Regions from separate parts of the Mus musculus genome. Here all the other regions are linked to region 1. Evidence: chromatin contacts called from public Hi-C and promoter capture Hi-C data. All regions are on one chromosome and are shown on one strand. The core of a region is the stretch at or near the end of the contact, and the rest is flanking DNA. Distances in the headings are between cores, read along the strand shown. Region 1 overlaps Sv2b (synaptic vesicle glycoprotein 2 b). Region 2 holds the start of Klhl25 (kelch-like 25). Region 3 overlaps Akap13 (A kinase (PRKA) anchor protein 13). Region 4 overlaps Akap13 (A kinase (PRKA) anchor protein 13). Region 5 overlaps Akap13 (A kinase (PRKA) anchor protein 13).

The links. Promoter capture Hi-C pulls out the DNA fragments that hold promoters and counts their contacts. A called contact is a pair of places that touch in the nucleus more often than the background predicts.
Region 2: a promoter capture Hi-C map of pre-B cells shows a contact between it and region 1, with 3 times the contacts expected there. The contact joins the promoter of Klhl25 here to the enhancer-like site in region 1. A contact is called at or near these places in 9 of 39 promoter capture datasets (the C10 cell line, cranial neural crest, embryonic stem cells and 6 more), 1 of 484 Hi-C or Micro-C datasets (large pre-B cells) and 13 of 115 datasets of contacts at active chromatin or transcription factors (the 230-238 cell line, T-cell acute lymphoblastic leukemia, astrocytes and 9 more).
Region 3: a Hi-C map of uterus shows a contact between it and region 1, with 6 times the contacts expected there. The contact joins two enhancer-like sites. A contact is called at or near these places in 2 of 15 datasets of contacts at CTCF or cohesin (large pre-B cells and pro-B cells), 46 of 484 Hi-C or Micro-C datasets (B cells, CD4 T cells, the CH12 cell line and 23 more), 5 of 115 datasets of contacts at active chromatin or transcription factors (acute myeloid leukemia, astrocytes, embryonic stem cells and 2 more) and 1 of 9 other capture datasets (embryonic stem cells).
Region 4: a contact with region 1 is called in a Hi-C map of uterus, with 3 times the contacts expected there. The contact joins two enhancer-like sites. A contact is called at or near these places in 1 of 15 datasets of contacts at CTCF or cohesin (large pre-B cells), 4 of 484 Hi-C or Micro-C datasets (bone marrow-derived macrophages, nephron progenitors, pre-pro-B cells and 1 more), 3 of 115 datasets of contacts at active chromatin or transcription factors (acute myeloid leukemia, large pre-B cells and pro-B cells) and 3 of 9 other capture datasets (adipose tissue, embryonic stem cells and liver).
Region 5: a contact with region 1 is called in a promoter capture Hi-C map of pre-B cells, with 5 times the contacts expected there. The contact joins two enhancer-like sites. A contact is called at or near these places in 10 of 39 promoter capture datasets (the 3T3-L1 cell line, the C10 cell line, the HPC-7 cell line and 5 more), 1 of 15 datasets of contacts at CTCF or cohesin (large pre-B cells), 1 of 484 Hi-C or Micro-C datasets (olfactory sensory neurons), 3 of 115 datasets of contacts at active chromatin or transcription factors (acute myeloid leukemia, astrocytes and large pre-B cells) and 1 of 9 other capture datasets (embryonic stem cells).

Annotation. Positions count from the first base shown.
Region 1 is chr7:75,132,819-75,137,377 of GRCm38.p6, reverse strand. It overlaps Sv2b (synaptic vesicle glycoprotein 2 b), which reads left to right. Exons shown (of 13, transcript NM_153579.4): 9 at 916-1,080. Among named protein-coding and RNA genes, the nearest start is that of 4930533N22Rik, 100 kb to the right of the region's middle. Within about 2 kb of position 1,862, at least 13 of the 459 cell types and tissues checked have an H3K27ac peak or open chromatin away from gene starts, as enhancers often do. A contact at or near this core is called in pre-B cells and uterus, where this site is marked.
Region 2 is chr7:75,846,247-75,850,805 of GRCm38.p6, reverse strand. It overlaps Klhl25 (kelch-like 25), which reads right to left and starts at 2,468. Exons shown (of 3, transcript NM_001122780.1): 1 at 2,333-2,468. It overlaps Gm51489 (a long non-coding RNA gene), which reads right to left. Exons shown (of 3, transcript XR_003946804.1): 3 at 3,094-3,206.
Region 3 is chr7:75,729,519-75,734,077 of GRCm38.p6, reverse strand. It overlaps Akap13 (A kinase (PRKA) anchor protein 13), which reads right to left. Exons shown (of 37, transcript NM_029332.1): 26 at 3,467-3,715. Among named protein-coding and RNA genes, the nearest start is that of AU020206, 50 kb to the left of the region's middle. Within about 2 kb of position 1,992, at least 10 of the 459 cell types and tissues checked have an H3K27ac peak or open chromatin away from gene starts, as enhancers often do. A contact at or near this core is called in uterus, where this site is marked.
Region 4 is chr7:75,684,492-75,689,050 of GRCm38.p6, reverse strand. It overlaps Akap13 (A kinase (PRKA) anchor protein 13), which reads right to left. Exons shown (of 37, transcript NM_029332.1): 13 at 3,742-3,934; 14 at 1,730-1,838. Among named protein-coding and RNA genes, the nearest start is that of AU020206, 95 kb to the left of the region's middle. Within about 2 kb of position 2,285, at least 115 of the 459 cell types and tissues checked have an H3K27ac peak or open chromatin away from gene starts, as enhancers often do. A contact at or near this core is called in uterus, where this site is marked.
Region 5 is chr7:75,667,805-75,672,363 of GRCm38.p6, reverse strand. All of the region lies in intron 10 of Akap13 (A kinase (PRKA) anchor protein 13), which reads right to left. Among named protein-coding and RNA genes, the nearest start is that of AU020206, 110 kb to the left of the region's middle. Within about 2 kb of position 2,678, at least 106 of the 459 cell types and tissues checked have an H3K27ac peak or open chromatin away from gene starts, as enhancers often do. A contact at or near this core is called in pre-B cells, where this site is marked.

The sequences.
Region 1 (4,559 bases), core at 613-3,112:
TCCACACATGCTTTCCCTGCTATCAATAGAACAGAGCATCTTTGCTCTCAGTCAGATAAATGTTGCTTTGATGTAACATCTGAGGGTTTGGGGTATAATTTATATCACTCAAAAGGAGAGCTTTAAAAAATAATTTATATATCTCTATGTTTGTTTCATGTGTATATGTGGTATGTATATATATGTACCCCCCCCACACACACACACTCTCTCTCTTTCTTTGTGTGTTTGTGTGCACATGGGCAGATGTGCATGGAAGCCAGACATTGAAAGTTAGGTATCTTCCCAGATTGTTTCCACATTATTTACTGAGGCAGGGTGTCACTGAACCTGGATCTTGTTGATTTTGTCTAGTCTGGCTAGCCAGCTTGTCCTGGGGATTCCCTGTGCTTACCTCTCCAGGCCATCTTGTCTACCTATGATTTATGCTGGAGCTGGGGATCTGAAAATCACCCTCAACCTTGCACAGTGAGCACTTTATCCACTGACCTCTTTGCTCAGCCCCCTTCCTCTTTTCTGTCTTTCATCTACTCGGGTTGTCTAAGTGCTGCCGAGTCAGCAGTGCGGAGCATGCGGTCCTCACCCAGTGAGAATATCTTTACCGTGTCTCCTTTTACTACAGTTCTGGCTTTTGAGTTAAGATCTGTTTTCTATAGGTTAGAAAAGGGCCCACCAGTCCCTAATCTACTGGTAGGCTTTGTTGTTGTGAGCTTTTAATCAAGTGCATATCAGAATATCATTTTCTTCCGTCTTTTAGGTGTGCTAATGTGACGAATTTTGTTTTCCATTTGCTAATAATGAACCAGATTACTACATTAATTGTGGTCTACAGTAAGTCATGGATGCAGATTCCACTGCTGAAAGAATGAGCCAGTCCGGGGGGGCCTTTTAGATTCTCCTCCTTCTCTCTTGCAGTTACTACGGCCTGACGGTGTGGTTCCCCGACATGATCCGCTATTTCCAGGATGAAGAATATAAGTCTAAAATGAAGGTGTTTTTTGGTGAGCACGTGCATGGCGCCACGATCAACTTTACCATGGAAAACCAGATCCACCAACATGGGAAGCTTGTGAACGATAAGTAAGTGTGCAACCACGGGCTTCCCCTGGGCCTGAGTGGCAGTCAATGGGGTTCCCTTGGAAGAGAGCATTGGGATGCTGAGAGCTCGGTGTACTAAGGATGGACTCCAAGGATAGAGTGGCCCTCACAACCCATCCTTACTGCTAGAGATACTATAGTCCCCTGAGGGCTGACTCTGTACTGTACCCACCCCTGAGGTTCCCCCCTTGTGCCCTGACTATAAGATAACATGACATTTGGTAGAAGGTGACCAATGTGTCTGTCTTTTCTGAGAACTTGATCCTTTGATGAAAGGGTACTACAGAAAGCCACATTCCATCTGGTGCCACTGGGCTGAGCGTGTCCTCTTTTGAGCTTGAACTGTGCTTAGCAAGCTCCTAGGATGTGACTGTCATTGTGTGAGTGACCACGGGCTTTGCCATTGCACTGGGAAATAATGGATGCACAACTTTTAATGCTGAGGTCCCTGAAAACAAAAACAAAAACAAAAAAAAAATCTGTGGCCTGGTCGTTGAGCTTTCCCTTTGATTCTGGAAGCTTCTCTGTGCTATTATGAAACTCATTTTTGTTATTCTTCATATGATACTACCTCAGAAGGTAGACCAGTATGTTCTGTGGTCAGTGGGAGTCTTGTTCTTAGGGGAGAAGTCACTGGAGTTTTAGAAAGGTTCTGCTTATGTCTTTGTGAGGTTGCTCAGTTCATTTGACTCATCTCCCTCTGTACGGGACAAATGACGTGGAGAGTTTAGACTGCTGCATCTCCTCTATGAGGCTGCCCCCTGGAGGTGAAGTAGCAGACAAAGGCAGGACATATGATAGGCTCCAGGTCATATTTTTCTCCAGGATAGCATGGGCCCCTTGAAGTTGCCCTCTGAAATTGTACCTAGTAAGGTCACTGAGGTAAGTGGTGGGTGAGTGACCATAGAATTATGCGGAATTTCTGGAGGTGCTATGGCTTAGACACATCGCTCCCAGTGCCATTAACTCCCTATCCACCACATTATCACAAAATTGGCACTGTCACGGGGTCCCCTCTGAAGCTGATTGAATTCAAAACGTATCTGTCTTCATGGACAAATTTGAAAATTTACCATGCTTTTGTCTTTTGTGTTATGCTGCCACCTGGTGGTCAGAACATAACAATACCTCTTCTTTCCAAGCCCCAAGCTGTTGATCCTCCTAGGCATCCTTTTTGTCCTGTATTCCCCTCCACCCCCCCGCCCCGTCCCCCTGCCTCCCCGCCCCCCCCCCGCCCCATGACATCATGCACATGTTGCTTTAAAATGTAGACGAAAATGCTTTATTTTACTGAGTAAACACATGGCGAAAATGAAGGGCCTCAGACTCCCTCCGTGTACTGTAGGTCCCACTGAAAGCCAATCCTTATCCTTCCGAGAAACCTTGACCTCAAGAAGAAATCAAAGTGCACAGGCCACTTTTGGCCCCACGCCAAGAGATCAGCCACTGGTACATTTTATGGGACATAAGTGCTCTCTGCATTCCAACATAGTGTTTGCCTCAGAGTTTGTGAGATTTTCAAATTGCAAGAAAGGCAAAGGATTAAATTCATATTTTATAATTCTTAGCCAAAATGCCAGGTTAGGTTACCCTTACTAGTAATTAAGAGAAAGATTGGGCTCCCGTCTGCGTATGTATTAACTAAGTAGCTAACTAATTGATGGGACTGCTTCAAGGAGACAGCACCCGCTTGTGAGTGGGTTAGTGTGGGGAAGGATACCAGGGAGAGGTGCCTGATTCCTGTCTGTGAGAGTTCAGGAAGCCATGACCTGATTTCCATTTTTCTTTTTGGCAGAAGGGAAGTTGAAGCTGTACTCTGAACCCTTGGGGTTGGGTTTGCAGTGGGACTGCACCTCCATTCACAGAGGTGACTTGCCATTGAGGAATAGAAAGGCTTTTTATTAAAAAGTCATATGAAGTCAACAGGGCTTCCATTAAAGGTCAGCTGCGAGTAGCTCAGAGTGCAAACGAGGCTCGTGATTCACCATTAAATGAGGTTGGGAGCATGGCAGGAAGCAGAGGGGGAGGCAGAGTCAGGCAGTGAGCAAAGGTGGATCCCATGCACTGCGTGAAAGGTCACGATGCCACCAGGGTCCCTTTTTAGTAGCACATAAATAAGATGTGGGTTTTAACACTAATGGTGGCTAATTTCAATATAGTAAAGTCCCTTGCAAATGCCAACAGTAGGTGGTGAACATAGGCAATTGCCGCAATATACTGGGCTGTCCGTCTCACAACCTGCACTTGAAGGTTACCGTTCACATATGGAACACATATTAAACTATGTGGTAGAATTTCTCAGTACCACTTCTTGCTTTGTGTGGGTCACGTATACATTCTTCTTGACAGTCTTTCTGGGCACTTTGTAATTTTTGCTGGGCACTGAAAACAGGATCTCTTTCTCCCAATAAAAGGTTTATGATTGCAAATACATAAGAAACCTGTTGACTATCGGAGGCTTATTTTGTGCCTAATTGAGCTCCTAAGACTCTTCTTCATTATTGGTTCTGTAATCCTATCACCTTTGAAGAACTATTGCCTTCTTTTTATGGTGGAATATTCTGTACTTTGAGAGACTAGGGAATAATACAGACAACACTATTTGGGGTACTCAGCCTTATAAACCATAACGTCTAGGTCATTAGCTTAGGTTTTAAGTACTCATTTTGTGAACCGTGTTTCCTTCTTGTGAAGAGAAGTTACTTGGAGTTGATGCCAGCACCTCTTACATATGAAGCATGCACTGTATCATAGAACAGCGGTTCTCAACCTGTGCTCACAGCCCCTTTGGGGGTTGCATATTGGCTCTCCTACACGTCAGATATTTACATTGTGGTTCAGCAAGGTTACAGTTATGAAGTACCAAGGATATAATTGTGTGATGGGAGTCTGCACATGAGGAGCTGTATTAAGGGGTCACAGCATTAGGAAGGTTGAGAAAGACCGCTCTAAGCTACGTTCTTCAGACCACCATTGTCAGGAGTTGGTGCTATATATTTGTGCATGCCTCTGTGTATTTTCCAGTGTAATTCTGTATCTGTAAGCATTGCACGACAGTCTTCTGTATGTGTCACGTTTCAGCTAAAATATATAATGTACATTAATTGTTATTACGATTGTTTTTCTGAGACAGGGCCTTGTGTAGGCCAGGCTGGTCTCAAACTTGCCTTGTAGCTGAGGATGCTCTTGGATTCTTGATCTTCCTGCTTCCACCTCTGGCTGGGATTACAACTGTGCACTTCCATTCCTTGCTTTGCACATGCTTATTATACAACTTCTTTTTGTTTGTTTAGGATCACACTCTTTTCAAAATTCATGTATTCTGTGACAATTTCATAAATGCACAAAATAGATTCCAGGCACATTCACCTCCCTCCATCCCTTACCCCTCTGACTCCACTCCCACTATCATCCCCCTCCTTACCAGGTCTCTATTCTAGTTTCGTGGCTTTTCATTTTGA
Region 2 (4,559 bases), core at 1,219-3,718, 710 kb before region 1:
GGATGCGGTTTCTGTACGCTGGGATGCTTAAGTTCTGCCTCTGCCTGGCCATCCTCACATAGCTCCCAAGTGTTTCCTGGCCTCGAAAAGGATTCACTGGCAGATCAGCAAGGCAACTCAATTATGAAATTTACCACATTAGAGGACTTACTGCATTAGCATTTCAATCGGCCAATTCATTTGTGGCCCACCACTGTTGGCTTGTGCCAGCTCTATAGGGGTGTGTGTGTGTGTGTGTGTGTGTGTGTGTGTGTGTCCTGCCCAGGGCACACTGACACTGCCAGCTAATAAAGAACTCAGGGCCCAGGCAGTGAGCTGGTGAGCAGGAGCCCCCAGAAGCTGCTGGGAAGCCAGGTCCTCCAATGAACCTGGACAGCTGCCCATCCTAGAGCTGGCCCTGGGAGAGTGTGGATGGATGGCTAGAAAAAATGGCTGCAACCAGGGCATGGAATGAAGGTTTGGTAGGCTCATGCTGGCTTTCCTTTTCTCTCTCCAAGAAGCCTTCATCCTTCTCTCCAGCTTCCTGTTACCTGCTCCCTGGGGTTCTGCAAACTGATGTATCAAGGTCCCCATCCATGAGCCAGCACCTCCTCCTTTCTGAAAGCAGGGTCTCAATATCATCTGCTCAAATGATTAGTTTGACTAAAGCCGTCTCTGCATACATAGCAAGCTCACTGCTCCAGGCCGCCCTCCTCCCTCTAAGACAGGAAGGATGCATTTACTTTACAGCGCACACGGGGGCATTTCTTTTTGTCTTCCTACTTTTCTCTCCCTACACTGGTGGCACAGGCTTAAGATGCCATCAACAGGAACTGAGCCACCGTGGAACACACAACTTGCACACGGATCCTGCACCGCTGCATGGCGCAAGGAACCCAGTTGCAGTTCGATGCCCATGAAAAAGATTTCGTCTGTCCATCCTCCACAATTTTTTTGAACAATCTCCCTGGACTGGCTTGCTGATAAAGGACTCAGCTGAAATATCAATAATTACAGGGCTGGGACAAAAGTGACTTTGCCCATCTCCACAGACAAAGCCTGTGATCTCCACAACCCTGTCTTAGAGGGACCAAATCTACTGTAGGATAAGAGCACCGTGGGTCCTCCCTCCTCTGTCCCCTGACACAAGCTTTCAGCAACACCCATAAAAAGTCCTCCCAGCATAACTGTGCCGCTTATGAAAGAGGCTCAGCAAACTAGAGGGTCAGGTGCCAAGTGCCCCTCCCTCCCCGTCTTACTCCAGGGGTGAAGAGCCCAGACATCTGGCATACCTTGTCCTGCCCTGAGCATGGAGGGAGAACTAGTGCCCAATGAACCTTGGCCAAAGCAACTTGGCCTCTGGTCTCCCCAAAGTACAGATGAACTACAAAGCCCCCGAGAGTCCGCCCCTCCCCCCAACTTCCTGTGCTCGAGTCTCTAGAAAGTCTCCCAGATTGGTAAGGTGGCACTTGCTTATAAACCCAGCTCTCAGGAGACTGGGACCAGAGATTTCATGCTCAAGGCTGGCCTGACGTTTATAACAAGACTAAAACCGGGAGAGGAAAAAAAGAAAAAAAAGTAAGACTGTGAGAATCCACTTTGAGGTCCTTGAGGCACTTGCACCCAAGTGTCTGGTGCCCCAGTAGGCACAATTCCCGAGTAGGAAAAAGCTTCTAATACAGCTATGAAGGAGACTAGTCCAGTGGGGATTTGCAGACCACAGCGGAATTCTCGCGCCAGGGCAACGCATGGGAGGAGGGGAATGGGATGGCGGGGGGAGGGGGGGGTGGACTACTTGCTACGGCCCTGCCAGATCGGCCACCACCTGGGTAGGTAGGGGCGTATGGCTCCGGGAGTGTCACCACTCTCCCTTGATAGACAACTTTCCAGACAGGAAGGACCCTATGCTGCGGGCCACACGGCCAGGCCCTGCTGTCTACTCTTCCCTGGTTTAACCCCTCGGCCCTGGCTAGGTACAAGCAAGTCGCGGGGACCTTGGCTAGGTGTGTGCACAAAGCTGCACGGTTCGCATCCTCGAAGACAAGCAGTTTCCTCTTTCTAGGATCAATAGTAATTTTTTTAAAAAAGAGAATCAGCGGACTCAATGAATCAAACACTCCCGGGAGAGGGTAGCCGCTCCTGCGCGTAACATCCGTTTGGAAAACAATTCATTCCCTTGGCGGGAGCTCTGAACATAACAGTACGGGGTCCCCAAGCTCGATCGAGGGGCGCTCCCAGGTCAGCACCCACTTCCCCGACCCAGTGAACTGGGCCTGCGGTCCTACGCCCTGCCCGGCGATCCTCGAGCAGGATCGCTCGCTGTCCCGGTGACAAGTTCCGACCTGATCCTCACCGTGCGGCCCCACAGGCTCTGCAGTCCCCGCCGCTGCCGCCGCCCCCGGCCGGCTCACCAGTCCCGGCCGCGATCCCGTAGCCGAACCGCACGGGCGCTGCCAACAAACTAGTTTCTCCGGCCTTCCCGCCCCGCCTCGCGGCCCGAAGCGCAGCAACCAATCATAAACCGCGCCTCTGTGACGGATGGGTCGACTGACCCGTAATACAGTCGCGTGAGAAGAAAGGGACGGTCGTCCAGGCCATCGGTGCCGCGGAAGGCGGGGCGGGGAGAGGAAAGCGACTGCCACCAGATTCTTAAAGGGACAGGCCATTGCCTTTCTGTTCTGGTGGCCAGAGTTGGGAGAAAGCAACACGACCTGTTCTAGAGCTTCTCTTAAGGAAGGTCTTTGTCGATCACACGCATTCTTCTTTCTGTTACCGAATCACAGCCGTTGTTGATCTTTTTAAAGACCAGCAATCTAATCGCTCCTATGTTAAGGAAATCCTTTTTCCCTCCCGGCTAGTTTCGATGCGAGGGAATTTCTACAGACACGAATCCCTGTCTATACTGGGAATTCCCAGATTTCAAGGGAGAGGACTTTAAGCTTCAGCTGTTCTGTCAAGCCGGTGGAAATTTCTTCCTAAACTTTTTTTTAACCCTTCAAATATCCTTCACTATTAGAACTCTCAGCGGTACAAAACTGATAGAGTAAATCTATATCTATACATACATACATACATACATACATACATACAACACACATATGGAATTTATTAGAGTAACTTTCAGGCTGTGGCCGGGGTAGCCCAACAATGGCTGTCTCCGGATATAACGTCTGAGAGTCCAACTGTCAGTCCACGAGGCTGGATGCTTCAGCTGGTCTTCAGTATACCTTGGAATTCAGAAGAAGTTGGCTATAATACAATGAAAGAATGACCCTACCTGTGAAACTTAAGGGCAGACAAAGAGCAAAAGCTTGCTTCTTCCAGGTCCTTTTTCCAGGCTGCCGCTAGAAGGTGCCCAGATTTAGGGTGGGTCTTCGGGGGTGGGTGGATATGGGGGACTTTTGGTATAGCATTGGAAATGTAAATGAGCTAAATACCTAATAAAAAATGGAAAAAAAAAAAAGAATGAAATTGGCTCAAAAAAAAAAAAAAAAGGGTCTTCCTATCTCAAATGATCCAACCAGGAAAAAATCCCTCACAGGTGAGCCCAGCTGCTTGGGTTTTAGCTACTCCAGATATAATCAAGTTGAGGATCAAGAGTAGACATCACACTTGCCCAACGCATCCATTAGTTCATTTAAGAGTTACTAGATGAGCTGGGGAGTGGCGCTCACAACCACCTGTAATGAGAACGCCCTCTTCTGGTGCGTCTGAAGTCAGCTACAGTGTACTTATGTATAATAATAAATCTTTGGGCCGGAGCGAGCAGAGACTCTAAAAATTCAATTCCCAACAACCACATGAAGGTTCACAACCATCTGTACAGCTACAGTGTACTCACATACATTTAATTAATTAATTAAAAGAGTTACTAGACCTGGGCGGTGGGGGCTTACTCCTTTAACCCCAGCACACAAGGCAGAGGAATGCCAATCTGATTTCCACACCAGCTGATCTATAAAGTTGATTCCAGGACAGCCAGGGCTACACAGAGAAACCCTGTCTTAAAGGAAAAAAAAAAAAAAAAGGGAGGGAGGATATTTTCTAGATTTCTATGTCAGAGAGAGAGAGAGAGAGAGAGAGAGAGACTGCCTGCCTGCCTGCCTGCCTGCCTGCCTGCCTGCCTGCCTGCCTGTGTGCTATAATTCTGAGACCTTGTAATCTGGTCTTGAAGTTCCATCGGCTTCTTTCTTCTCACCGCACCACACCCCACTATGTGATGCTCTGATGGATGGTTCTTGCAGGCAGAAGGAGTATCATTAAACCTTTCCTACAGGATTATTGTAAAGATGGAGGGCTTGGGAGCCAGTAAATGCTCAAGAGGGTGTCTCCATACCGCCTAGATCTGGAGACATTTAAGATGGAAGGGTTCCCATATTTAAGAGGAGCCTTGGCCAGAGCTGATCGGTGGTCTAATGTGCTGGCAAGAAACTTTCCAAAGGGACAGGGCAGCATCAAATAATTGTTTCATTAAATGAATGACAGTCAGCATTTATAGTTATAGGTGCCCTGCCAATTTCCTAAAGCAAAAGCATTTATATAATTATTGCTTGGATGAAGCCTCCCATGCAAAATTGATT
Region 3 (4,559 bases), core at 743-3,242, 600 kb before region 1:
ATCCCATCCTATCCCCCCATCCCATCCCCCCATCCAACCCATTCTATTCCATCTCATCCCATCCACCCCACCCCACCCTACCACACCCCATCCACCCCACCCCACCCCACCCCACCCCATCCCATCCCACCCCACCCCATCCCATCCCATCCCATCCCACCCCACCCCATCCCATCCCATCCCACCCCACCCCACCCCACCCCATCCCATCCCATCCCATCCCATCCCATCCCATCCCATCCCATCCCATCCCAGACAGCTTTAATTGTTGACCTGACAGCCTAGAGTTGTCTGAGAGGAAAGCCTCCACTGAGGATTTGCCTAGGTCAAGGATGACCGTGGCTATGTCTGTGGGGAATGTTTTGATCATTAATTTCCGTGGGAGGCCCTGTAGATAGTGCAATTTTCTGGATGATCTTAGGCCATGTAACAAAGTTAGCTAAGCCGGCACCCCTGAGCAGGACAGAGAATGAACCAACATCCAGCCTTTCTCACAGTTCTTCCTTAAGTTCCTCTACTGATTGTTACCTGGAAGTGGAAGCTAAATAAACTCTTTCTTCCTCACTAAGTTGCTCTTCATAAAGAATGTTTTCAGTCACACCAACAGAAAGAAAATCAGAACACCTGCACAGACATATGTATGGCAGGCTGCTGTAGCTTTGTAGATGGAAGTGAGTTCAGTTTCTACAGCTGGCAGCCAGCTCGCCTCCATTCCATTAAGACAAAACCATGTGTGGGAGAAAATAGTGTAGTGGGGGAGGTAAGAATGTTATGTCTTCTCTCATATGAAGATCTAAATTTAGCTATCTGTAATATATGCTAGGAAAGCTGAAGGAGGACTATCTGGGGACAGAGGACCAACAGAAGGCGGTGGCAGAATAAACAGCCATGGATGTGTAGTTAAGTATCATAATGAAACCTATTGTTTCATATGCCAAGAAAATTAATTTAAGGGATATTCAGGGCAAAACAATGCTTGTTTTGTCTGAATTAGGTTGAGTATACATTGCAGAATGTTAAACACGACACACACAATCAGGGTGGTGGTGCACGCTTTCAATCCCAGAACTCAGGAGGCAGAGTCATTTGGGTCTCTTTAAGTTTGAGGCCAGCCTGAGTGAGTTCCAGGACAGACAGTGCCTTGAAAAACAAACAAAGCCACAAAGCCACAAAGCCACCAACAGGCTGGTGCGCAGTTCAGCGGTGTCTAACCCTGAAGTAGATCTAGGTTCTGCCACTATCTCTATCCCTGGAATGGAACAAAACAACTCAACATCTCTAATTGGATCTTGGAACTTAAAAAACCAACCAACCAACCAACCAACCAACCAACCAACCAACCAACCAACCAACCAAAAAACCCTTCCGATGTGAGTAGTCCTCTAGGCATACAGAGGGACATTTTCCTTTATCCCCTTAGGGAAAACGCACATCTAGCCAGCTGGTGAGAACTACCAGGCTGACCCTTTCCATTATTTCCCTCTGGAAAGTGTAGCTGATGGCTCCCTGGGAAACAGTGGGGTGATTTATGCAGCCCATCATCCCTTCTTCAACCTCTGCCACTACAACTCCTTGCAACGCCACACAGCAAACAGGAGCTAAGATGTGTAAAATTTCAGACCAGACAACAGTAATTTTCCGTGCACTAGCATTAGTTTTGACAAGTTTTTCTTTTTTTTTAAGGTTTACTTTAAAATAATTCAGATATTTGCCTAAACTAAGTTCTAAAAGCATAGTTTTCAACTTGTTGGGTTTTGAGGTTTTTATGATCAGTGTTATGGATCAGAGAAGAAGAATTCCACCCCTTCGACAGGGTGTTGGATACAATACTGGCTGTCCTTGGCACACATTTCTTAGGATGTGAAAACAACTAAGCAGCAAACTGTTCTCCTAGTGCAGGCATTTCTAGGCAGAAACTTATTGTTCTGCTATTGGTCCAACCACAGCTTTCTTCCAACAGCTGGAACCTATTTGTTTTTATTTTGAGAGTAAACGCCTCATAAAGGAGAAGTATAAAGTATTGGAGTTAGACTGGCAGGTCCAGCAAGTTTAGGTCCTAGGGATAAGGACAGGCCTTTCTGAACTGGCAGCCTGCTTGAAAGACTGCCTCAAAGTGGTGGTGTGGAAAGGGGTTTGGGTCAGTGCCCTCAGACCACCACAGAACAGTAGGGCTGGAAGAAAGGCATGCCTTCATTCAGGCTCATCTCAGGGTATCTGAAACACTACTCACTAGTGGAGAGGGACACTTTAAAAACTATCCATGTTTTTCCCCACTGTTGTGCAGGCATTGGTGAGTGCTTTCTGAAACCCCCAGAGTTCCAATGCCATTGTTACTTCTAGTGTACTCTATACTACCCATAGTTATGCTGAAAAAAACAAACAAACAAGCAAGCAAACAAAAAAAAAAACCAAACACATAACACTGAATTCACCCATTCTCCATGTGAAACCCTTCCATTGTGAGCCTACTTCATGCCCTACAGCCAGCAAGAGCACCAAATGCCAACTCCTGAGCATGTGCAGGGCACCTTGGCAGCTGGATCCCAGCAGTTTCTTATGTTTCTTATCTCCTATCACTCTCTGAAGTCTCTCTAGGTTCTCCAGCCCTCCTGACGCCATGCTTTCCATCCTCCAGTATTATCCTTCTCTTCAATCTTCAAGCCTTACCTCTCTGCCAGGCTTCCTTCCTCTCATTCTAGCACCCACCACACTGGAGAACAAGTGCCTCTCTCTTTCTCGAATGTCGGAAGCCAGTTGCCAGGCAGGGACTTCTGTACTGTCTCCTAAGCATGTTAAAGCTATGCTAAGAATACCTGTGTGCTTGGCAGCAGACACCTATCAGCACCATCGTGCCCCTGCGGCTGGGAAGGGAATACTCCTCCTGATATCCGAGTGCTATTGGGACAAGAGAGCAACTAGGGACTGTGTGGATCTTCAGCTCATTGAGCCCTGGACTGTGGCAGGAATACCTGCAGCTGTTGGGAAGTTAGAGCTTACATAGGGAGGATGCCTATCCAGGAAAGGGTTGATAAAACTCACTTTCATAAAGGTAAGATATACTGATGAGTTAAAAAACAAAACAAAACCCTAACTTCCTTCAATTATCATAGGTGATCGATGAATAGCTAGAACTCATAAAAACAAATGAGAAACCTTTAACGATCTATTTTGCTTTAGAGAAAAATGAAAGACAGAATATCATAAAGTAATAACGAACCTAGTTAAAGTAAGTGAGACTTGCCTTTTTCTAAGGTCTCAGAAGGTCTTTGGAAAAGATGAACTGTCAACCTCACAGACTCATAGTCCCTGACTCAGACAACTCTGCCACTGACCTGATCCCACAATGGCCACTCGGCACCTCTCTGGGGGAGTATGTCTTCCCCAACAGTCTACTTCCTGTTGTCACCCTGAGTGGTGTCTGGATGTTTCCTGTTCTCCCCAGGCTCAGACATGGATGCAGTCATACCTTTCAGCCTTCCTGTTGTGCTCTTCAGAAACACACTCCCGTCGCGCACCAGCTTCTTCCGTCTTAGGTCCTCCTTGGCGAACATCTGCCCACTCTTCATTCTCATGATCGACTTGCTATCTGTCTTTGTGTAAATCTCACCGAGACGCACTTTCTTCTCGTAACTTGCCACTTTGCTGTCCACGGCTCCAATCACATCCTTCACCAGGCTCAAGGACTGAGTGAGGTCTTCCTGCTCCACTTCATTGTCTTGGGAGAGAAGAGCAATTCTACTTTAATGGCTCCTTGTGCACAGAGCAGAAGGGGAGGCGTCTGCAGCATTACATCCCCTTTGTTGTTGATTACCCTTTCACACTGGAGTCAACAAGCCAAGTCACACGCCTGCCTTTCCAGAGACATTTTCAATGCTATGGATGATATGCAATTATACTCCAAAATAAAAGAAACCAATGTTTTAGGGAGAGGGGGCAGCAGAGGTGAATAACTACCCCCAGTTACATCTCTACCTAGTATTTAATGTTACTGCCTGGTAACCTTTAATGTAGCTGAAGTAACTGCCTAGGAGAAGCATTAACTGAGAGGAACTACAACGTATGGATTAAACGGAACAGAGTAATATGGGAAGAAATGGTGGGACTGCTGACCAAGCCAACTCTATCAGAACTAGTGCTCAGGGCATGTAGCGTTTTAACAGAACCAATACACGGTCCCTGCTTGGTATCATCTATTACCAAGGTTGTAGTGATTTCACAATAAAAGCGGGTATTCCAGGAAGAGAGTCAGGGCCTTGTACATATCCAGGAAGCTCTAGCACTCAGCTGTGCCTCCAGCGGGTTCTGTGTATGCCTCCTCCATACCGGGCCTCACTGGAATCTACTCTAAGTCTTAAAGGCCTTACACTTGCAGTTTTGTTTCCCTATAGTCTCAGCATTGGGAGGCTGAGCAGGAGTGCCTTTGAGGGTAGACTGTGCTACACAGTAAAACATGGCCTCAAAAAAAACTAAAAGTGGCAACAAAATAAATAGGCATGAAAAGATGCTTTCAAGATAAACTACAGATGCTCCTTATGGTGCCTCAACACCTGTAATCTCAG
Region 4 (4,559 bases), core at 1,036-3,535, 550 kb before region 1:
TCAACAGGAACTGAACAGCAGGTCCAACTGCCCTTAAAGCATGCATGTGTATATATTTATGTTCAGGTGTATACACACAGGAAACCAGAAGAGAGTCAGGGTCTCCTTGAACCTGGAGTTCATGTTCCTTAGCCAGGCTGGAAGGCAGTGAGTAGTCCTCTTGCCTCTCTCCACCCCCCTTACAATGCTGGGGGTCACAGAAAAGCCTGAGAGCAAGCCTAGCTTGCTATGTAGACACTGGGATCCAAATGCAGGTGCTCATGATTACACAGCTAGAGAGTCATCCTTAATGCCGTAACTCTATTGTGAAAATCTGTTAAGATTAAACATCCAGTTAGCCAAGATGAAAGACAGAATTCACTAATGAAGGGCAGCTACATTCGTCTCCAGATCTTTTGAATTAAATTTTCAGAGGATGCTGCAAAAACACCATAGACACCGGGAGCTTGTGCTTAGTTCCCAGAACACCTGGCCCTGTAGTGAAGACCATGTGCATTACTCCCTTTCAGATTTAATCTTTGCACCAGGATCGCACACTCTAACTACTCACTGAAGATCAATTTTTAAAACAGGTTCCTAGAGCTAGACAGATGGCTCAGTGGTTAAGAGCAATGGCTGTTCTTCCACATAACCTGGGTTTGATTTCCAGTACCTACATGTTAACTTACAGCTGTATCTGTGACTTCAGTTCCAGAGGTGCCAATGCCCTCTTCTGGACTCTGTGAGCATGGCATGCATGTGGTGCAGATGTAAACGCAGGTAAAACACCCATACACATTACACAAAAATCTTAATAATAAAAAAAGGTTCCTTAAGGGAATAAGTTGGTAACAAATATTTATACAATTAAAATGCTTGAAAGCATTTTTTATGCACACAGGCCTTGTGTTTATAAATCCCACGTGTCAATATACCCTCGACAGCCAACTGACCTGCATTTGCATGAAGTTTTAGTAGTCATTTTCAGATTTAATCCTCCTGTACTTAAGTAAAAATGTTCTTCAGCTCTGTCTCTTGAGCTTGAAATTTCTGACTGCTAGAATTAATTTGTCTTCTGTGAAGTTCAGCAGAAGCAAGATCACTTGAAAAATATTTCTAGATTTAAGGAGCCTACTGTGACATAAATACTCATTTTAACATCTGTTCTTAGACAGGATCCTGGACCCAGGAAAAGGTGAGAAAAACTGAACTGTGTCTATATTAGATTAATTTGATCAGGATTAATCCCCTGATTCAGGTAATAAGAAAGGTATCTTTGTTTTTAAGAGACATATTAAATTACTTAGGGGTACAGAAACCTACGCTCTGAAGGAGAGTGATAAAGAAAGGGAGTATTCTGGAAAAATATGAAATATTGTAACATTTGGTAATTTGAGGGAAGAATGCACAAGTTCTTGATATTTTTTCCATGTACTTTTCTTGCTAGGTATTTCTTCAGTGAGAGTCATTTTACCCATTTTCAAGTCTGAAATTATTTAAAAAATCCTTTTAAAAATAGTGTCATATTTAAACTCCACAATATAATGAATATAATGTACGCATCAAAGAGGCTTTTATATACCAAGAGGAAGGGTTAAAAACTGATATCTTAGCAGTTATGGTTAAGTATAAAGACAGTCCAAAGAAGAAGCAGACACATTTTAGAAGTTAATAAGATCCCAAAATAAGAAAATTGATAAGAAAAGTAGTTAAGGTATACTTAATTTTTTTAAAAAAGTAATATACTCACTGTCCAATCCAGGATGACTGATTGTCATTAATGAGATGGATTTTGTCAATGGAGAAGAAATGGCTGATGTACAGTAGTTAAATCCCTGTTGTTTAGACCTGTAACATGTCTACAAAATTAAAAAAAAATGGAGGATGAGTTCTAAGTACATATTCATATATATAGACGTGCAGAATTTGCATTGACCCAACTTAGTGAAGGAAGAAGTGGAATCCAGTCTGCCTCTGCCACTTAACTGGTACTTAGCTGCTTAGCTTTCTAAGCCTCCTTGTTCCTCCTGGAACTGGTGAGTATTCACCATTTACAGTGGGTTTCCATCCCTCAGAGCATTTAATAAGGTTTCAAATTGAGTAAGAACTCACTAGGTATTTGCTGGTCACACAACCTGGTAAGTAACTTCATCAGAGGTACCAAATTACATAGAGCACTGCTGCTTTGAAAAATCAAACTGTCTTCAGAGATTGACAATAGGACATGTTGTTATTCTGATTATAAGGACTTGGAAACTGAGATGTGAGCAGAAAGCAGTTCAAGAGCAGTAGCAAAGCAGCGTTGCATCTGGGAAGAGGCGAAATCTCTTTCACTTCCTCTTAGATTGACTGTACATGAACACAGGGTGACTGCAATTTAGTAACTTAACTTCCTCAGTAGTTACTGGCAATTTAAATCCATAGCATTTTAAAAGCCATGTAGCCCAAGCAAAAGCAGAGGCTCCTTTTAACATCCCGGAAGCAACCATTTTTTACTTCTGGTGATAAGGGTCTCATGTGTCTTTCATTTTGAGACAGCTCATTCGAATACTCTCACAAGATGAAATCTGCCTTTTTCTGATTCACACAAATTGAGATACTGAACGTCTCCTCCTAGCATGCACTCACTCATTTGGGCCAGAGATTTCTGATTATTTAGAGCTTGTTCCATGTGTAACCATGGAATCTGAGGCAAACAGTTGCTATGTTTCAAATACAACTGTGAGGTCTGAAAAATGACCTCCGAGAACAGCAGACTTTTAAGAGGAAGTTGACTGCAGGCAACTTGTCTAGATCAGAAAGATACATGCAGCACAACACCCACTCTGAGGCTGTGCACAAGAGGAACTAAAGGTAAGATGGAAGCTCTATGAGGACTATGCATTGCATAGCATAGCATAGCATAGCACAGCACAGCACAGCACAGCACAGCACAGCACAGCACAGCACAGCACAGCACAGCACAGCACAGCACACCATGGTACAAAAATGCGGATATTTATCTAGATGTGTTGACTTCATCTAGAAAGATTAAGTCAGAAAGATAGCAATGATAATTAGTACCATTTACTAAAAGAAAGGTCATCTGCCAAACTTCTCAGGGGCATGAAGCTCTCACAGGTAAGGGAGGGATCAACAGACTTTCTTGAGCAGTATGATTGACACAAAGACCATATTTTCTCTAGGGAATAACCATGGGGCATGGATTTTCAAATTGCTAAATTTAATAATGACATGCAATATACTTTAAAACTCAATTTACAATGAACTGAATACATTCCTAATCCTAAAACATTTGCTGTGATGGAATATTTAAATCTGTATAGATTAATGTATTCTTTTTAAAAAATAATATTTTATATTTATTATTATTTTTGTATAGAGTGTTTTATCTGAATGCATGTATCCATGCTACATTCATGTCTGGTGCCCCTGGAGGTCAGAAGAAGATACTAGGTCCTTGGAACTGGAGTCATGGATGACTGTAAGCCACTTTATGTGGGTGCTAGGCACCAAATGTCAGTCCTCTGCAAGAGCAGTAAGTGTTCTTAACCACTGAGCCATCTCTCCAGACCAACTGATGTATTTTTAAATATTCATGTTTAGTTCTAAAAGCGTGTTATTGCTAGAACTGAAGATACTATTTAATAGGTAAGTACTAGTATTTACTAGTACTAATAAAAAGCACAAAAATGAGGTCATATTTGGGGGTAATATTCCACTACCACACCCATCAGCATTCCATACTTATTTTAGCCTTACCTGCTGATCAAACATCCTATGATGCTGTCTCTGGTCTGGCTCCAGATGTTCTTCTGAAAGTGACATCAAAGAGTTTCTCTGTTCCTCACCACCGAAAGGGTTTCTGAGCTCGCTGGAGTTTGCAGAGCTCATTTCTAGAGACGAGGATGGCTTATTTCCAACACCTCCTCCTGTCAAGCCTTCCAGACTGAAACTGAACACAGAGCACAATAGTTCAGTCACTGTTTGTAGGTCTCAGAATGGGAGGTTACAAATATCCCTCTAACTTGTATATTTATTTTTATGTTTCCTACTCAAAGTATCTACAAGAAGGCAGAGCAGATAAGTACCACTCATCTTTGCCCCAGTGGTATTAGATGCTGAAAAAGAACACCAGATGCATTTATTTCCCTACTTCATTCAACTTATCTAATGTTGAATCAGATATCATCATTTTCTCAGCTGTTTTCTCAATATACCATATGTACAGACCATATTTATCTTATCATCTATGTGTGTGTATGCTTTCACTGATGTGATAAAAGTAATTTTTCCAGAATCTGACTCATCTAATGCCAAATGTCACAAAGCACAAGCACAAGGAGTTTTCAGAATGGGAAGTGAGTGACTTGGCTGTGTGCTTACCGTGTGGACCTTGATAAAACGATACTCAATTATATTTTGGTTGACTCTAACAACTTTCTGGATACACTTCTATCCAGAAAGCTCTGGTTTCACTAATGAGCACACCATCTGTGCACACCTGGCCAGATGATGGCTTAGTGAGCATTACTGGCTGCAGAGAGACACATAAAACACTGGGGCATAAATGCTGAGAA
Region 5 (4,559 bases), core at 1,429-3,928, 530 kb before region 1:
AGTTACAGAGACAAAGTATGGAGCTGTGACGAAAGGATGGACCATCTAGAGACTGCCATATCCGGGGATCCATCCCATAATCAGCTTCCAAATGCTGACACCATTGCATACACTAGCAAGATTTTGCTGAAAGGACCCAGATATAGCTGTCTCTTGTGAGACTATGCTAGGGCCTAGCAAACACAGAAGTGGATGCTCACAGTCAGCTATTGGATGGATCACAGGGTCCCTAATGGAGGAGCTAGAGAAAGTACCCAAGGAGCTGAAGGGATCTGCAATCCTATAGGTGGAACAACAATATGATACCAGTACCCCCCCCCCCCTCGGAGCTCGTGTCTCTAGCTGTATATGTAGCAGAAGATAGCCTAGTCGGCCATCAGTGGAAAGAGAGGCCCATTGGTCGTGCAAACTTTATATGCCTCAGTACAGGGGAATGCCAGGGCCAAGAAGTGGGAGTGGGTGGGTAGGGGAGTGGGGGGGAGGGGAGGGTATGGGGGACTTTTGGGGTAGAATTGGAAATGTAAATGAAGAAAATACCTAATTAAAATAAAATTAAAAATGTATTGGTTTAATAAAAATATTGAATGCCAAAAGAAAAAAAGAAATATAATACTGAGAGATGTCTTAATCTTGAAAATAAAAGCCCCAAATTACAAATCTTTAAAGCAAAACATGAAGACAGGGAGCAGAGAAGCAACTGGGAAGGACACACAAAGCAGTAAGCTGAGTAAGAATCTATTAAATTATACTTCATCAAATTAGAAATCTTAGCTAACCAAGACATTTTTACATAAATGAATAGGCAAATGGTATAAGAGAAGGTGTTTGCAAATCATGGATCTAATAAAGGAACAGTATCCAGGATATATATCATCCACTCCTCGGTAGCAACAAATAACCCAATTATTTTAATGGGCAAAGATATGAACAGATGCTCTATACAGGAAGACACACGAGTTGCCAATGGACAAGTGAAAATCTGTTTAATATCACTAGTTGTCAGGAAATACAAATCAAAACCATAATGAGATAATACTGCATGGATACCAGAAACAGTAACAGTGGAAACAACTGTTTGTTACTAAGGATGTAGAATAACTGAGATTCTCATACATCACTAGTGAGAATACGAGAGAGAGAGAGAGAGAGAGAGAGAGAGAGAGAGAGAGAGAGAGAGAGAGAGAGACACACGGCCAGTCTGTGAGACAGCTTGTCTCTTGGATGACTACAAATTCCAAACCTCACTCCCAGGGCTGTAAAGGAGAAACACTATTCTTCAGATTTATATGCCATCTATGTGACATTATATATGCCATTTATATGAGAATCTCAATCAGAGAAAAATCTTTGATGGGGAATATTTTTTGTTCCTTCTGATGGGTTGGTCATTGAGAAGGGATGCCTTGTAAAGAGACTTTCCATGGTTATACTTATATAGCCTATGTGTTCATGCAGCTCCAGGTTACAAAGGTAGTGGGTGTGTTTATCAAAAACGACCAAGCTAGGTGGTGGTGGTGCGCGTGGTTAATTTGAGCACTCGGAAGGTAGAAGAAGGCAGATTTTGAGGTCAGCCTTGTCTACAGAACAAGTTCCAGAACAGTCTGGTCTACCCAGAAAAACCCTGCCTTAAAAAGCCGACTGACTAACCAACCAACCAACCAACCATCAACCAAAGCCAGACAGTGGCAGTGCATGCCTTTAATTCCAGCACTTCTAGCAACTAGAGGCGGAGGAAGCAGGTGAATCTCTGTGAGTTCTAAGACAGACTTGTCTACAGAGCAGATTCTAGTATAGGCTACACAAAATGGCTCTGTCTTGAAAAACCAGAAACAAATGAATTTTTAGGGTTTATATACACAAGTTATACATATATTTATATATAGTGTGTCTCCCTCAAATTCATCAACCTTAGAAGAATACTGATTCTAAGAATTTACACCTGTGTACGGAAATATCTGTAATTTGTTTTGAAATCTATCATCAAGTTTAGGAAGATGGGGTAAAGAGAACACACTTATGTAGTAAGTAAACATAATAAAAATGATGGCGGCTGGAAGATAAATGGATGGGTGCTCTGTGCAAAATTCAACAGTCCTTTTTTTTTTCCTGTACTTTTATAACAGTATTTAGGGGGAAATACCTGTTTAGTTCTCTTAGAAAGTTATACTATCTATATCTGTATCTATAGAAAGATAAACACTATATTGCTAAACACAACAAAGACAAAACTACCACAAATTTTATACAGTTACTATAGCTAAAGGAATCATGTTTAATACTGCCAATAAATAGCCTTTCATTTATTCAGCTAGTATTTATTATTTATATTATACATAAGACATACTACTGCCTTGAAAAACAACTAATATTTTAAACACTCACGACATGCCCCAAGTCATGTTATGTTTTTATGTATTCTACCTAAGAATCTTAAGTCCTGAATCAGTTATTATTTTATGATTACATACTTTCTTTCTCAGATAGTTCCAAAAAGAATTGCAGGATTTCATCTCAGTTTAAAAACAAAGTATAAATTTATGCTGCTGATCTAAAAATGACCCTAGGAACAGGCAAATATTTGTAAGAATAAACATAAAGCCCTCAACACTCACCAAAGAGTCACATTTCCCAGGAGGCTCGTGTTGTTACTGAGACCTCGGAAGGGCTAAAGATAAATCCATGGCTACAGGAAGTGAGCTAACGCACCACTCACAGTTCACAGGAAAGCATGTGGCAATGGCTCGCCTAAAGATTCCCTCCAAACCCCAGAAGACTGAAAGAGAAGAACTTAAGGCCCTGGGAAGACACCAAGTAACTGACGCTGCACAGCACACACTGTAAGAATGACTTTAGGAAAGCAGAATCGAGGGTCTGTCTACCAGCTGGTTTTTAGAGCCATGCTGAAGAAACTGAAAGTAAAGCAACAAGATAGGGAAGAGATGTTAAGAGTCAGGCCTCGATGCAAATCTTAGTTTTTCTCAGTCACTCAGTTATTTTACACAAAATTGTTTACCAGTTGTCTTAGGGTTTCTATTGCTTTGATAGAATATCATGACCGAAAGGAACTTGGGGAGAAAAGACTTTATTTTACTCTATATCTGTATGACAGTCCAACACTGAGAGAAGTCAAGGTGGGAACTCAAAACAGGGCAGGGACCCAGAGACAGGAGCAGATACAGAGGCCATGGAAGAGGCCTACAGGCTCTGCTCAACACGGCTTGCTCAGACTGCCTTCTTACACCAAGGATTGCCAGCCCAGGAGTGGCCCCACCTACAGTGAGCTGGGCCCTACCCCATCAATCACCAATCAAGAAAATGAAGAATTGTCTTAGCCACTCTGGAACCCTTCTATCCCATCCCTCCCCCCCCCTTTCCTCTAAGAGGGCGCTCCCCCACTCCCACCCTGGAAAAATATGGAACACTTCACAAATCCTTCTGCAGGGGCCATGCTAATCTTCTCTATTCAAATGACTCTAGTCTGGATCAAGTTGACATAAAAGTAGCCAGCACACCAATCAAAACCTCTGTTACTTGTATGGTATGAGGGACAAAAAAAAAAAAAAAATCTGGTTGCTGGACTTATGAAATGAGATAAACATATATAGAAATATTCAGGTGAATGAGTGACTTGTCAATATTATTAAGTAGGCTTTAATTTTATCAACACTAGGAAACTCAGTTATTCCAAGGACTCTTGGTCATCCCCACCCCCACCCTGACCTGGTCCCAGGCCATCTGGACATTCCCACGCACTCATGAGGAGGTGAAAGTTCATTCACCCTGCCTGGCTTTTCTCTAAAGCACTGAAGAGTTTACAATGTAGGTGGAAGTTTGTCTGAGTTACAGGCTTCAGCTTTAAAAACAGTTGTTGTCTATTCTCCCTGGGAAAAAATGTGCAGTATCTAGCAAAGGTCCTTTTTATAAATTTTCTTCTGCACAGAGAGGGTGTAATACCAGTAACAAACTGTTCACATGCTATATATCTAAGAGATAGGCAAGCAAGTATTTCCTGAAGGAAAATTATTCAACTTAAAAAACAGAAGTTAAGCTGGAGAGACGGCTCAGCAGTTAGTTAAGAATGTCTGTTGCTCTTCCTAAGAACCTAAGTCCATTTCTCAGAATGAATGTTGGTAGCTTATACAATATGTAATGCCAGCTCTAAGGGACTCAACGCCTGCTTCTGCCTCCATGCGCACCCCCAGACACATACTTAAACATAAAAATAAATCTAAAAAATCTTTTTACTATTAGTTAGACAAGCACACATAATTGCTTGATAATTTTAAAACTATTTATTATGCAGCTCCAGGCATTATGAGCTAACTTTAGGGCTAGAATCTTTAACCTGACTTCTCCATGAGCAGTGAGGCCCATATCCCTCCTAAAAGTGTAATTTAAAAAATGCATTTGTGATGGGTTTAGGAACAGAAGGAAGGGAAAGAGCGAGGAAGGCAGGCAGGTAAAACAAAAAAAACATTGGTTTTTCTCTTCCTATATAGCTTTAAAGGCAAATCTTCCCTTCTTCAATCCTGTGAGACTTGGCTGAATTTCTACATCCA